5 separate regions of the Mus musculus genome follow, and regions 1, 3, 4 and 5 are each linked to region 2. Evidence: chromatin contacts called from public HiChIP or PLAC-seq and promoter capture Hi-C data. All regions are on one chromosome and are shown on one strand. Each heading gives the region's core, a stretch centred on a gene start, on an enhancer-like site or on the middle of the called end of the contact. The rest is flanking DNA. Distances are from core to core; before and after follow the strand shown.

Region 1 (2,700 bases), core at 112-2,611, 1.7 Mb before region 2:
CTGCGCCATAGAGCAGCACTTTCTTTTCATTGTTTTTATGTAAAACTTCTGGGATCACCTTGGGGAGCCGTCCCTTTCCTTCCCTTTGCTGCAGAAGGAAGTATCTGCTCCCTGGAATTCGGACCTGTGGACAAGCTTCCAGCTCAGGCCGGTGCTGGGCACTCTAGAATGACCTCACCTCTACTCCAGGCTAGTTAATGGTGAAAAGTGTACTCATCTCTGGCTTATCTGTGCTTTGTTATGGGCCTGACGAGAAACTACCTTCCCCCTGCCCCACTCCTCAGCAAAGAAGCGAAATCCAATTGAATTGTTACATGTTCCTGAGGTGGAGCCTCGAACTGCTTTCTTGGTCAAATAACTTTGTTTCTGGTTGTAAAAGGCATGGGGGGTGGGGGGACTCGAGAGAAATTGCCAACGTAAGTCTGTACTGGGCTGGGTCACCTCAGGGTTTAACTTTAGAGCTCCCAGCCAGTCTCCTCCACTCCCAGAAGGGAAATACCAGGCTATTCTGCACGTTTTCCCTTAAGCTTCATTTTCCAAAGAAAAGAAGGGTGGGGTATATCTATTTGAGCTTGATAATGTTTTTTAAATGCTTTCCTTTGAAACGATAATAGCTGTATCGGTAAAATGCAAATAAAGCAAAAATAGGCAGTATTTCTTTAAAGGGGAATATACGGTTCTCTCTCTCTCTCTCTCTCTCTCTCTCTCTCTCTCTCTCTCTCTCTCTCTCTCTCTCTCTCGTACATACACTGCTTCTGATGAAGTCTGTGAGTCAGGCTGTTTCTGAGCTCCGATAGTTTAATGGAAAGATTTATATACCGGCTGTATTATTTACTTTGGGAGGGGAGGTGGCAGTATAAGGGTATGCTAATTAGTAGGAGATTTTGGGGGGAAGGGGTGGAATATCAATTTTTATTGCATCACCTGTCAGGAGTGTCCAATCAGCGTTGGCTTTAGGGGAATTAATTGATGAAGGTGTCTCCGGACGAGCTCACTTCACTCTGTCATTTTATTTGTAGCTAAAGCAGCGGCGGGAATAGCAGCTGCATTTCTTTTCTCTTTCTCCCTTCACATTCCATTATCATAGTGCTCCAATGGAGAAGGAAGGAGTAGCGGGGCCCAGGTACTGATCCGCATCGAGGACTCAGACCAACACACTGGCAGAGCTGAAACCGGATGGTCTTTTCCCTCTTTTTTAAAAAAACGAAAACCAAAAAAAAAAAAAAAAAAAAAAAAAGCGAGAATCAAGTCAGTGTAATTTCTTGGGGTTTTTCTTCCCCCCCCCCAACCCCCCAGTAATTCGCCTAGAGTTTGGCACTCCCTTCGCCGGGAATAACAGTCTTTGTTATTTTATTAGCAGGATGCCTTGAGACACACGCAGCATCTGGCGGAGGATTAACATACATACATGTGTATGTATGCGTCACGTATATATTTACTGCAAATGGTGGGGATCATTTAGTGCCCGAGATGGGAGACCTGAAGTCAGGTTTCGAAGAGGTGGATGGCGTGAGGCTCGGCTACCTCATCATTAAAGGGAAGCAAATGTTTGCTCTCTCCCAAGTCTTCACAGATCTGCTGAAAAACATCCCGAGGACGACCGTGCACAAGCGCATGGATCATCTGAAAGTGAAAAAGCACCACTGCGATCTGGAGGAGTTGCGGAAACTCAAAGCAATCAACAGTATCGCCTTCCACGCGGCCAAATGCACGCTCATCTCCCGGGAAGACGTAGAAGCGCTCTACACATCCTGCAAAACCGAGCGTGTGCTCAAGACCAAGCGAAGGAGAGTCGGTCGGGCCCTGGCCACAAAGGCGCCGCCGCCAGAGCGCGCCGCCGCCGCCAGCCCCCGCCCGGCTTTTTGGAAGGACAAGCACCAACTTTGGCGGGGCCTGAGCGGAGCCGCGCGGCCCCTGCCAATCAGCGCGCAGTCCCAGCGTCCGGGCGCCGCCGCCGCGCGCCCCGCCGCCCATCTACCTCAGATTTTTAGCAAATACCCGGGCTCCCACTACCCGGAGATCGTTCGCTCGCCTTGCAAATCCTCTTTAAACTATGAAACTGCCCAGCTCCAGGGAAACTACGTCGCCTTCCACTCGGACCCCGCTTATTTTCGGAGCCTGCTGTGCAGCAAGCACCCGGCTGCAGCCGCCGCCGCCGCCGCCGCCGCTGCTGCTGCCGCCGCCGCCGCCGCCTACTACCAGACTGCCGGGCCTCAGCCCAAGGCGGCGACCGGCGCGGGAGGCCCAGTGAGCCTGACTTACCGCTGCAAGCGCAAGCGCGGGGGCGCCAAGAACTGCCTGCTCCCGCCTCACGCCGGAGCCCGGCGCCTGCTGCTGCTGCCCAGATCCTACAAAGCCAAGGCGGCGGCGGCGGCAGCAGCGGCGGCTGCTGCTGCGGCGGCGGCGGCCGGGGCCACTTGCTTGGAGAGGTTTCATCTGGTCAACAGCTTCTGCCCGCCTCCCCACCACCACCATCACCATCACCACCATCATCATCACCATCACCACCGAGCCCAGCAGCCAACGCCGAGTCACCACCCCTCTCATCACCACCGGCCGCAACCCCATCTAGGAAGCTTTCCCGAGAGTTGTAGCAGCGACTCCGAGTCCAGCTCCTACTCCGACCATGCAGCCAATGACTCGGATTTTGGCTCCAGTTTGTCCAGCTCCAGCAACTCGGTGTCCTCAGAGGAAGAGGAG
Region 2 (2,700 bases), core at 17-2,516:
CAACCTGATGTAACCAAGATTCAGAGAGGTATCCGCAGCAGCAGGCTCTCTCACACCCCGACCTCTTTGGGCTACTTGGGGTTAGGCAGGACCACCCCCTGGCGCCCAGGTGGAGTAAGCATCATAGCTTCAGGGAAGTCCTGGTTTCCCACACCTTTTGATCAAGCAAACCTCTTTCCCCATTCGAGAAACTCAAGTTTCCCAGAAAAACAACTAGGATAAGTTTCCCAAGGGCAGATACTTTGGGTGGGTGTGAGATGAGGATGGAGGTTCGAAGACACCGGAAGGATCTTCAGCCACACACAAAAACAATTGAGAAAAGTACTTCTTACCATTGGTATGGTGTCCAGGCTCCCCGTGGGCGAACTGGAACCGGTCTGTTAAAAAGTGACAAAGTAACATAACTCCTGCTGCGGCCAGGTCGGCCCTCCGGAACCTTGCCATGCCGCTGCCGCGACCTCTCTCCCCTGCCCAACGAATTTTTTCTTGAGACCCTGGGCTCCGGGGTTATCCCTGGGGATGGGGCGACACGGCCGAGCTCTGCTGGTGAGTCTTGGGTGGGATCCGGAGGCCTCTGACAGTTTCGCTAGGATTTCACTCCGGGTAACAGAAGTGAAGGAGAGACAGCTGAACCCTCTCCGAACTTCGGGAGCTCTCACTGCAACTTGTCACCCTCGCAGCCCCCAACTGAGACACAATCAACCAAGTGAGGGGAGGAAAGGTCACTTGCAGTAGGGTCGGCAAACTCCCGGGTCCTCTCAGGCAGCGCCACCCGGGCGCCCACAGACGGTGACTTCCGAGCGCCCGCGACGCGCTCCACTGGGTTCAAAACAGATCTAATTCCACTGGCTGCGCCGGTGCTGTTCCAGATTCAAGAGGGCGCTGAGCACCGGAGGAACTTTCCCAGACTTAGGTCTGGCCCCGGCGGGTGGTTGGTGTTCCCGAGAGAAGGAGGTTAGTGGAGGCTGGAGAAACCCCTCTGACAAGTTTTTCTTCTTTGCTTCGCCCAAGGCTGAGCGCGCGTCCTCGCCCGCAGCCGGAGGGATGGGCAGCTCCGGAGAGTAGAGCCGGGAATGCACCAGCTGCTGTGAGCAGAAGAGAGGTGGGGGTGTTTTTTAAAGAAAAAGAAAAACGGGAAAGTGAGGTTGCAGCCTGGTAAGAGAGCCCCTCCGGGCTAGGCAGGAGGTGGCTCCGAACGCCGCGGAGCCCCAGGAGTTTGGTGGCGGAGGCGCCGCCGCGCTCCCCCGCGCTCCAGCTCTACACTTTGGGGAGGGAAGGCGGCTTGCCATTTGCTAGATCTACCGCTGAACCCTCCTCTCTTCCCTCCGCCCTCCTCCCTCCCCTTCTCTCCTCCAGGCTTCTCCCACCTTCCTCCCAAAACCCGCAGCCAGCACCAACCTGTCCATTGGCTGAGCTTTTCTCGGGGGAGAGGGGGCGCCAGAAAAGTCTCCCACAGATGAAGCCCGAGAAGACTGGCTGGGGAAAGCCAGAGGACCATTGCGGCCCCAAACACCCGAGGACTGGTGCGAGTGGGGCGGTGGCAGATTCTAGTCTCCCGGACGCCATCCGCCCACCCGGTTCATGACCTTTGCAGAGGAACCGATGCCGCCTGCACCCTCCAGGCTTCCGTGGCTTTTGGGTGTCAGCCTGCGGGTAGAGAGGGATGAGGCCCCCCAGGGAGCGCCCACTATCTTCTGATTTCCGCCTGGGCACTAAAGGGTTAATAGTATTTCATCCCTCACTGAGGGCTGGTCTGGCAACCGTTGGGTGGCGGGGGAGCAAACCTGAGTCGCTAGGGTTACTGACATCCCCCAACTCCCAGCCCCCATCCCATCAAAAGCCCCTCCTACCCCAGACCCGCACAGAGGGAGGTGGAGGTGGCTCTGGGCTGCAGGGTCCTGAGGCCGCCACCGCGGTTTGGTAAAGTGTCAGAAGGAGGGAAAGGGAGAGTTTAAAGAAACAGGAAGCCCATTGAATTTCCTATAGGGGGTTTAAAGGGTTTTTGCTTGCTAGTTTGTTTTTGTTTTTTCAGCTTGAGGGTCTGCTTCAGCATTAACCCTTTCCAGGCCCCTTATCCGCTTACATTTAATTTAATTTAATTTGCATACACTTAGCCATCTTTTAATGGGGCTAAATAGAAAGCAAAGAGACAATGCATCCTTGGTGAAAAATACATGTTCTGGAGCACTGCCTGGGCTAGTACTTCAATTTTTTTTCCACAAGGAGCAATTTATTTAAGCTTTAAGCCTCAGGTCTCCAGGCATCAAATCAGGAAGATTTTATACTGAAGTTCATAGAAGGTCCTAGAAAGGAGGATTAGCCAAGTGAACTTAATTTTTTAAATCATCTGCTAGCCTGAAGAGAAATGCTCTTTCTTGAAGACAAAGGGAGAGCTAATTTAAACACATTCGAAAGTGTTCTGGGTTCAGCCGATGCTGTAGCTTGTTACTGTCTTGGCCTTGCCATGCTTTGAAGAATGCATGCATGTATGCTTTGAATCCATCTCAACATCTAGCAAAACCCACTGGAAGTGGGCCAAGATTACTGCAAAATTCGATACAGAAATTTTTGCCTTTCCACTGAAAACATTAACAAGCCTGTTTTCTCTAAAATAAGACTCGTTTCTCTATTTTGGGATATTTGTGAAGGTTTAAATACTCCATGCTTACACCTTTTATTATTCCAAGATGCTTGATAAAT
Region 3 (2,700 bases), core at 146-2,645, 1.1 Mb after region 2:
ACAATCTCTTGAATGGGTGGTATGGAGAAAATTCACATATAAACCAAAGAATTGGTGAGTTTTCTACACCAAACATGGAATCTGCTCAAGAGAGAATCAAAAACAAAACCTAAAGCCAGAAGCCATAAAAAAAAAAAAACGTTGAACTTGACTGTATTTCTTAGAGGCTGTCCCAGAAGCACAAGCAACACTGGCTCTAAAACAATCAAACTGTAAAGTGCTGGCTTACAACAAGCAGGCAACAAGTGGCCAATGGAAAGAGAGAAACATACTCACAAATTGTACACGTTCAAAGGGGCTGCCACTCTGAATATACAGGCAAACTAACAGCAAGAAACAAGTAATCTGTGTTTAAAAATACACAGTGGTGACTTTAATCCCAGCACTTGGGAGGCAGAGGTAGGCAGATTTCTGAGTCCGAGGCCAGCCTGGTCTACAGAGTGAGTTCCAGGACAGCCAGGGCTACACAGAGAAACCCTGTCTCAAAAAAAAAAAAAAAAAAAAAAAAAAAAAAAAAAAACACCCAAAACACAAACAAAAGAAAAAAACAAAAAAATCTGAGAAGACATTTCAAAAAAGATATACAAATGCCCAGCAGGTACATGAAATCCACCACACAAGCATCTAGGAATTCTATTCACATCTACAGAGAGACAGCACCTCACAGCTATGATGGGTGTTAGCCAAACAGGGGGAAAAGAGCCACTGCTGATAAAAAAATATGGAGAAAAGACTCTCTGTGTGGATGGAAATGTCAGTGTATGTGGAAAACATAAACAGTAAAGAGTTTTCTAAAAAGAAACATGTAAAAAATAGAACTACGATTGGGACTGTGTATATCTACAGATGTATTTAAGGGGACTGAAATCAAGATCTCTTAAAGAAGCTGTTGGGTACAGCATAATTCATGGTGGTCAAAATGCTGAAGCAATCATAATATTCATGGTGGATGGATGAATAAGGAAAGGTGGCACACCTACATATAGGATGGAATAATTAATAGTTAATATTCGGTTTTTCAAGCTGTCTATAACAACACAGAAAAGCCTGGAGGACAACTGACAAATGCAGAAGTATGCAAGCTCCGTGAGCCCACTGCTGTGAAAGCAGAGAACAGAGCCACTGTTTCTGTGGGAGGCAGGGAGGAGGGAAACCTGCTTGTCAAGGTGAGGCCAGCTACAGGTTCAGGAACCCATTTCCTTTTCTCTGCCAATTAAAGATTTAAAAGGCAGAAAAGAAATGTTACCAAAAATCTAAGAAAGTCTCAGCAGAGCCATCATATACCACAAGGGAAATCAGAGTCCATTCTTTGCGGTTCTTAGTCTCCTTAATAAGAGAATTTAAGACCACACACAAACAGGGTTGGGGGGTGGTGCCTGACAACAGGGCGCGTGCATGACTGTAGAGGAGACATTTAGAGGAAAATCAGGAAGTCTCTGTAGGGTCCCTGTGGCAGGGAGGGAAACTTCAGAAAAAGACTAATGAATCCTAGTCTTAAACTACGGATTTTAAAAAGCAATCTCTGAAAAACCAAAGGGCAGAAGAGAACAAGGAATAGCTACACCTTTCTTGGTAGCTTGTAGGAACTACAGGAAGGGCAGAAGTTCAAGGAAAGGAAGTACTCTGTTCCTAGGAGCAAATCCCTGAACTCCCTGATCTGTCCCTGGATGACTCTGAAGGAGGGAGATAAGGGTATGTCTCCACCTAGAGGCAGATTCCTGTTCTAGGTTTGGTTTGGTTTGGTTTGGTTTGGTTTGGTTTGGTTTGGTTTGGTTTGGTTTGGTCTTGTCTTGTTTTGTTTTAACTATAACATCAGCACCAAGATTCTACAACCCAGGAAATCCTAGAGGCCTGCTTCCAGAACTGTGCCTAAAGTTAACAAAAACACAGTATATGTTTAGAATTGTGCTCAAAATGTTGATCATAAATGTTCTCCCCCAGAAGAAAGGGGGAGTGAGAGAAAGAGAGAGAAGAGAGAAGACACAAGAAGAAGTAAAGGGGAGAGGGAGAGAAGGGGAGGGGAGGGGAGAGGAGGGGAGGGAAGAAGGCAGGGAGTTATAGTTAAGTTCATTGAGTATGGTAATAGTCTCAGAGGAGTATATTTAGTGTCTCTAAATTCATACTACACACACACAAACAAGCAAATCTTTGTGTGTGTCAGTCACATCTCAATAACGTGATTTTCCTTCACAAATTTCCTTAAGAAATTTCAATCTCTTTTTCCAGCCAATATCTCTAGCAAATATCTTTACTTTTTATTGTTGTTATTGTTGTATTGTTGTTGATAATGATGACGATGTTTCATTCCCAATGCATTGTGGAAAAACTTAAATCCTACCCTGCTTTTACATCATAACCTACTCTTTATTTTTATTTAGTTTTTATTTTTTGAGACTCGGTCTCATTAGCCTTGGCTGCTGGCCTGGAATTCACTATGTAGATGAGGCTGTCCTCAAGCTCACATAGATCCATCTTCCTCTGCCTCCTGAATGCTAGGATCAAAGCTGTACACTATACCATGATGCCCAGGAATAACTCACTTCTTAATGAAACCCAAAATTTTGCTTCAAGGTATGATAAAAACTAAGACAGTCAACACAAATCCATTGGATGATACAGAATAAAACTACAAAGCCAGATGTGACAGTTCATATCAGTAATCCCAGCATTCAGATGGCTGAGACAAGGGCAACATTCGTT
Region 4 (2,700 bases), core at 119-2,618, 1.0 Mb before region 2:
GAGTGTGTTGACCTCATTCCTGGTTTTCTTCCTATTGTACAAATCTGTCTGTATCCTTTTGCCTTTCTCCCAGTCTCCAAGATTGCACTCCATGAAGACTCATTTGATGACTGACTTTTCCACAGTATAAAAACATCTCCAGTGAGAATCGTGGGTCTAATTTTGTATTCTTCACGATGTACTTAGATCTGAGTGCTCATGTATAGCAATAAACATCACATTCTGTTGGACATTGGTCTCTTACCTTTTTCCTTTCTTCATAAGTACATGATTGTATGTTGTGTGTGCATTCATGTCTCTGTGTTTATATATGTGTGAGTGCATGTGTGTGGCATGTGGCCAGAGGTTGGTGTTGAGTATCTTTTTTGATTGCTCTCTCCTCTATTAAGTGAGGGTCTCTGCTGAACCCAGAGCTCACTGTTGTATCTGCTTGAGTGTACATGGCTTCTGGGAGATTTAAACTTCAACCTTACTGCTTACATGACAAGTGCTTTACCCACTGAGTCATCTCGCAGCCCTCTCTTGGTCATTGAAAAATGTATACGTTGTTCGCTTGTTTGTTTGTTTTGGTATCATTGACTGTAAAAATATATTGTCCACAGAGTGACTAAATTCTGTTGACTGTTGATTTTATAGAAAGAATACAAAAAGGATCTGGAGTTGGAAATTAAAGGCAAGGGAATGCAAATTGACACCGATACCCTTGAAATACAACGTGCCAAAAGAGCTGCCAAGATAGCCAGCGCGGTGAGTGGTGAGGATCTCCCAGACCTTGAAACTCCAATGTTTGTACTCAGCAGATCACACAAATACTGGATGAGTGCATGGGATCTCTCAAAGCTCCATGGGCGGCATTGACGTGTGGAATGGAAATCACTTCAAATTATGATGTTTATTTGGAAACTTATAGTCTCCACATTGCTCATAGCCTTTAAATGCACCAAAGGAAGCTCAGAAAAAGCCATTTTAGTAGAAAACACACACATACATGCACGCAGGGACACACACCCCGATACACATTATTGCTGTAATACAACACATTTCATGTTAATCTAGAGTATGATAAATACTTTTGTAGGACATTTTCTCTAGGCTAGCTCATATTCTGCTTTGCATGTTTGTGTTTACAATGTTTTGAGGGAAATCTAAAGACCATATTTAGAGGTTTTAATTTGAGTATAATCTTTGGTTCTGTGTGATTGTGTGTTTAGAAGACATCCTTTGCCTACTTTACATCTACTGCTTGAGGTTTCCAGAGTCAGCCTTTGGGTTAAGACACCATATATCTTGATTGACCATGTACATGCGTTCAGTGCCACTTCCTCTTCAGGCAATCTACATGAAGATGTGGGCATAACAGCTGTAAAGGGCAGGCCATATTTGCATGTTCTAGGGAGATAGCTGAGGTTAGACACCGTGCTTCCTGAGCCTCCTAATGATTTTGAGAGTGTGAACGATCACTGGAGTGTGACAGTGTTTGCATTTTGTAAGAGACATAGAGGAAGGCTGAGGTGCAGGCTCGGGAGAATGACTGGCCTTTTCAAGGCTTGGTGGTGGGGCTTCACGGGGGCTCTTCTGGGAGCTACCCCGACTCATGGTCATTGTTAGAAGTTTATTGTAGAGACTTCCAGATCTGTATGTAGGATATGTAGACAGACATGATCTTGTACATACAGAAACTTAAGTAAATCTTGAATGCTGTGTGCTTCTCTTTGCTTTATATTCATTTACTCTTACTAGTTCTGTTTCATTACTTTCTACACTTTGCCTGGCTCCTTTAGAAGCATTGTATGATTTATAACGTGGACGTGACTATGTCCATTGAAACATCTGTTGTCTACATGTGTAGTAAGATCTCAACCTGACATGCCAAAACCAGAACCTTTAATTTCTCTTCTGCCTCTTCAAATGAAACCAGACAAGTCTTAGATGTCCCTTTGATTCTGCTTATCAACTGAATCCTGTAACACTGTTCTAAATCCATTCACATTTCCCTACTCCAAACTAAGGTACCATATTAGCTACCAGGACTGATGCTGTCATGAGTGAGCTACATTAGAAACATACATGGAAATGTTTGTTTCTTTCCACAATATCACCATATATTTAATAACAAATTCATAAAGTTTAGCAGTTTCAATGCCCATAATTTGTAATAAAATCCACCCACTTTGGTAGCTTGGACAAGGTGAATAAAAGTTCTTAATTCTAATTTTAATTACTGTTAATGCTCACGCAGCACACACACACATACTGTGTATGTATGTGCATGTTTTTGTGTAAGAACATATACATACATGTACACATACATACATGTGTATATATATATATATATATATATATATATATATATATATATATACAGTTATACATACATACATAAAACATTAAAGAATAAATACATGTGTATGTGTTAAAGAATGAATTCAAGTAAAAGAGGCTCCAGCAGAGTTCAAAGTTCAAGAGGTTTTAGAAGTTGGCTTAGAAAGAATCTGTATAGATAAAAATGAACCAGATCAGTGAAGAGAGCAAACTGCTGGTAATAATGCTTGTAGAAGTGAAGTCAGATTTAAGAGCAAAGTTGCAGAGGTCAGAGGTGTAAAGGCAGAAGTGGGTCTCAAGTAGAAAATGGATCAGGGACAGGGAACAGCTTGTCAGGTTCAGGTCCAGATGGAGTGAGCAGGTAGATGAATAAGCAGT
Region 5 (2,700 bases), core at 82-2,581, 1.0 Mb before region 2:
AACTCTCAAAAGCTGCTTCTTCCTGTGACCCACTTTCCCCCTGGGGGCCCTGCTTCCTAAAGCTTCTATAACCTAAAACAGCACCAGAAAAGAAGAACCACTGGGCCTGGGAGACTTTTCAGTGAGTAAAGTTCTTGCTACCTAAGCATGAAGTATGAGAATCTGAGCTCAGATCTCCAGCACCCACATAAAACCTCCAGGTGTGGTGATGCGTGCTTGGAGACTAAGGGCTGGGAAGCCGAGCCTGGAGGACTCAGTGGGCTTGCTGGCCAACCAACCTAGCTAACTGGTAAGCTCCGGGATTCAGTGAGAGCTCTTGCCTCAATAAATACAGTTGAAAGCCACGGAAGAAGACACTTGGCACTGACCCCCGGCTTCCATGCCGGAGACTCTCACACATGCACGCATACACACACAAATATCTTGTGAAGTAAACTTCTCTTGTAGAAGGCCTTGAAGGAAACATTTACCCTTTGGTTTCAGTGTCTTGATGTTTTGATGACATTGAAGCAAAACTGAAAACTTCCTGAGTAGAAACATTCCCAGAGGGTGTTCCCCCCACCCCCACTCACCCACGCCCCCTCCTCCCCCGTGAGGAAGGCCCGTGAGGAAGGGAAGAGATAGCATCCATAGTTTCTTGGAGGCGTTGAAATGTAGGATCCCTTCGAAATGTATGCTGGGTTGGACTCTGGTGAGGAGGCGCTGATTGAGTGGAAGACAGAACTTTAAGGTAATGGCAAAGCAAGTGTTTGGTGGGAATAATTAGTGTCTTTAGCTGGAACAGTCAATCTTGTACCTTTGTTTAAACTCCGGCCCTAGAAGTTGAAATGCATGAAATGCATTTCATAACACTTGCTAGAGGGCCAAAAAGAAAAAAAAAAAAAAAAAAAAAAAGGAAAATGGTCTTATGTATTTCAAGTGGTTTTTTTTTGTTGTTTTTTTTTTTTTTTCCTTGATGATTTTCTCAATTCCTTTACATTTAGGTGTGTGGGATTTTTATATGATTAAAATGTGTTGTATCCTAGAAAATTGTCCTTTTATATAATTCATTTATCTGCTGTAGAGGGGACATGTGTGGCCAAGCCATGCTGTGTTTCAGGATACTGGGGCTGGGGTCCTGACACTGGCTCCAATTTCCTGTGCCTGGCAGACAGTACTGTAGGCATGGGAGTATCCTCAGATATTTTATACTTCCTTAGCTAAGGACCATAAATTTCAGCTAACTCCTCTCCTCTCTTTTTCTCATCCCTCTGACAATGTGTTTATGTTCTAAAAGCCATCTGCTCAGCTTTAAGAATTATGTGGCTAGGCTCATAGGAGAGGAAATGCTGATCGTTTAGGACAAAGGGTTAGATAGTTATCTTGTTTCCTTAAAGAGCAGCGCAGCATTCAGCTCTCATGAGCTTTAACATAGAAGAATTTTCTTGCTTCCTGGACTTCATGTCTCTCACACCAGTTGCCTATCTTGCTTTGCCTGCTGAATATTTTCATTCTCTTATGTGATTATCTGGAGCTTGCGTTGCTTGGCAGGCTGCTCTTCAGTGGATTAAGTTGCCAGAGGGTTTTCTTTGAATGTCTCTGTTGTGCTGTTTTGATTCAGTAACGGAGGGTTTTATTTAAACTTCATCCAGTTTGATTTTGATTATTGAATAGCTGAAACCATCTTTATTGCTTTGCCGTTTTGCGCTCTGCTTGCTCTTTGCCTGACATACGTGCGGTCTGGTAGCCACGTGCCTATGGCCTCTGTTGATTTTGCTGAGGTCTCCTTTGATGTTCTGCTTGTCTTTATTTCTCTTGTCTGCATGGAGTATCTGCCTCCTGGTACTGCTTTGCGTTTCACTGGCTTCCCTTCACTTGCAGTCCACTGTCGATGGAGGCTTTTTTAATGTGTTTGCAATTGTAGGTATTCTTACTGAGTTCGTTTGGCTTCAGGTATTTTCCATGTTTCTGTTTCTTCTGTGGAGAATCAAAGGCTGTAGGGGTGTGATGGGAAATGAAAAGCAGGTGCACTTTTCAAAACAGACATTTCAGCTTTCCAACCTTGTGAACTTTCCCTCTTTCTTGACTCAAAGCAAATGTCAGAGTTCTGTGGGACTTAACCCAGCCTGGCCAAGATGCGTGTCCAGTACCACTTATGTGTTTCAAAGGAGAGTAGATTGTAAGAGAGGTTTCAGTATTTTCTGAAATTCTCACCCACGTGTCCACAGGTGTCAACAAAGCACTACACCAACTAAGTCAGTCCTTAAGGTGACTCTGCCAGCTTATTGGTATTATCTAGCATATGCCAAATGAGTGAGATACTGGAACACACAAATAAAAGATACAATTATGTCTTCAATAAACTCATCATATTCTGAATGGTGAACCAGATACCTTGTGCTCGGGAAGACACTGTGATGGATCATGGCCGCTAATTAGACCTGGCCAAGGAGCTGGGCAGTGGTGGCAGTCACCTGGGAGACTGATGTAGGCAGACCTCCAAGTGTGAGGCCAGTCTGGTCTTCAGAGTGAGTTTCAGGATACCCAGGTCTACACACACACACACACACACACACACACACACACACACATACCCCACAACCAAAACTCTGTCTCAAAACAAAACAAAACAAAACCAAAAAAACTAAAAAACAAAAACAAAAACAAAAACAAAAAAACAGACAAGCCTGACCAAGTAGAAAAAAATTGGTAAAAGGATTT

The links. Promoter capture Hi-C pulls out the DNA fragments that hold promoters and counts their contacts. HiChIP or PLAC-seq counts read pairs in DNA pulled down with a chosen protein or histone mark.
Region 1: a promoter capture Hi-C map of second pharyngeal arch cranial neural crest shows a contact between it and region 2. The contact joins the promoter of Skida1 here to the promoter of Plxdc2 in region 2. A contact is called at or near these places in 5 of 39 promoter capture datasets (cranial neural crest, frontonasal cranial neural crest, maxillary cranial neural crest and 2 more), 2 of 484 Hi-C or Micro-C datasets (both in embryonic stem cells) and 1 of 115 datasets of contacts at active chromatin or transcription factors (astrocytes).
Region 3: a contact with region 2 is called in a promoter capture Hi-C map of embryonic stem cells, with 4 times the contacts expected there. The contact joins the enhancer-like site here to the promoter of Plxdc2 in region 2. A contact is called at or near these places in 12 of 39 promoter capture datasets (the 3T3-L1 cell line, 3T3-L1-derived adipocytes, the C10 cell line and 7 more), 1 of 15 datasets of contacts at CTCF or cohesin (pro-B cells), 2 of 484 Hi-C or Micro-C datasets (adipose-derived mesenchymal stem cells and cerebral cortex) and 8 of 115 datasets of contacts at active chromatin or transcription factors (astrocytes, embryonic forebrain, embryonic stem cells and 4 more).
Region 4: a contact with region 2 is called in an H3K27ac HiChIP or PLAC-seq map of large pre-B cells, with 8 times the contacts expected there. The contact joins the enhancer-like site here to the promoter of Plxdc2 in region 2. A contact is called at or near these places in 11 of 39 promoter capture datasets (the 3T3-L1 cell line, the C10 cell line, cranial neural crest and 6 more), 6 of 484 Hi-C or Micro-C datasets (the P5424 cell line, Th1 cells, cortical neurons and 2 more), 5 of 115 datasets of contacts at active chromatin or transcription factors (embryonic limb bud, embryonic midbrain, large pre-B cells and 2 more) and 1 of 9 other capture datasets (embryonic stem cells).
Region 5: an H3K27ac HiChIP or PLAC-seq map of DN3 thymocytes shows a contact between it and region 2, with 12 times the contacts expected there. The contact joins the enhancer-like site here to the promoter of Plxdc2 in region 2. A contact is called at or near these places in 6 of 39 promoter capture datasets (the C10 cell line, cranial neural crest, frontonasal cranial neural crest and 3 more), 1 of 15 datasets of contacts at CTCF or cohesin (pro-B cells), 3 of 484 Hi-C or Micro-C datasets (the Ba/F3 cell line, the G1E-ER4 cell line and the MNK3 cell line) and 5 of 115 datasets of contacts at active chromatin or transcription factors (DN3 thymocytes, forebrain, large pre-B cells and 2 more).

Annotation. Positions count from the first base shown.
Region 1 is chr2:18,047,110-18,049,809 of GRCm38.p6, reverse strand. Skida1 (SKI/DACH domain containing 1) reads left to right here and starts at 1,361. Exons shown (of 1, transcript NM_028317.3): 1 at 1,361-2,700. The coding sequence starts at 1,471.
Region 2 is chr2:16,354,870-16,357,569 of GRCm38.p6, reverse strand. It overlaps Plxdc2 (plexin domain containing 2), which reads right to left and starts at 1,266. Exons shown (of 14, transcript NM_026162.6): 1 at 333-1,266. The coding sequence starts at 444.
Region 3 is chr2:15,259,641-15,262,340 of GRCm38.p6, reverse strand. No RefSeq gene overlaps it. Among named protein-coding and RNA genes, the nearest start is that of Arl5b, 210 kb to the right of the region's middle. Within about 2 kb of position 1,395, at least 3 of the 459 cell types and tissues checked have an H3K27ac peak or open chromatin away from gene starts, as enhancers often do. A contact at or near this core is called in embryonic stem cells, where this site is marked.
Region 4 is chr2:17,395,104-17,397,803 of GRCm38.p6, reverse strand. It overlaps Nebl (nebulette), which reads left to right. Exons shown (of 26, transcript NM_001362722.1): 14 at 637-747. Among named protein-coding and RNA genes, the nearest start is that of Nebl, 66 kb to the left of the region's middle. Within about 2 kb of position 1,368, at least 18 of the 459 cell types and tissues checked have an H3K27ac peak or open chromatin away from gene starts, as enhancers often do. A contact at or near this core is called in the P5424 cell line and pre-megakaryocyte-erythroid progenitors, where this site is marked.
Region 5 is chr2:17,362,577-17,365,276 of GRCm38.p6, reverse strand. The region is part of intron 24 of Nebl (nebulette); the gene reads left to right. Among named protein-coding and RNA genes, the nearest start is that of Nebl, 99 kb to the left of the region's middle. Within about 2 kb of position 1,331, at least 38 of the 459 cell types and tissues checked have an H3K27ac peak or open chromatin away from gene starts, as enhancers often do. A contact at or near this core is called in the Ba/F3 cell line, DN3 thymocytes, the G1E-ER4 cell line and 2 more, where this site is marked.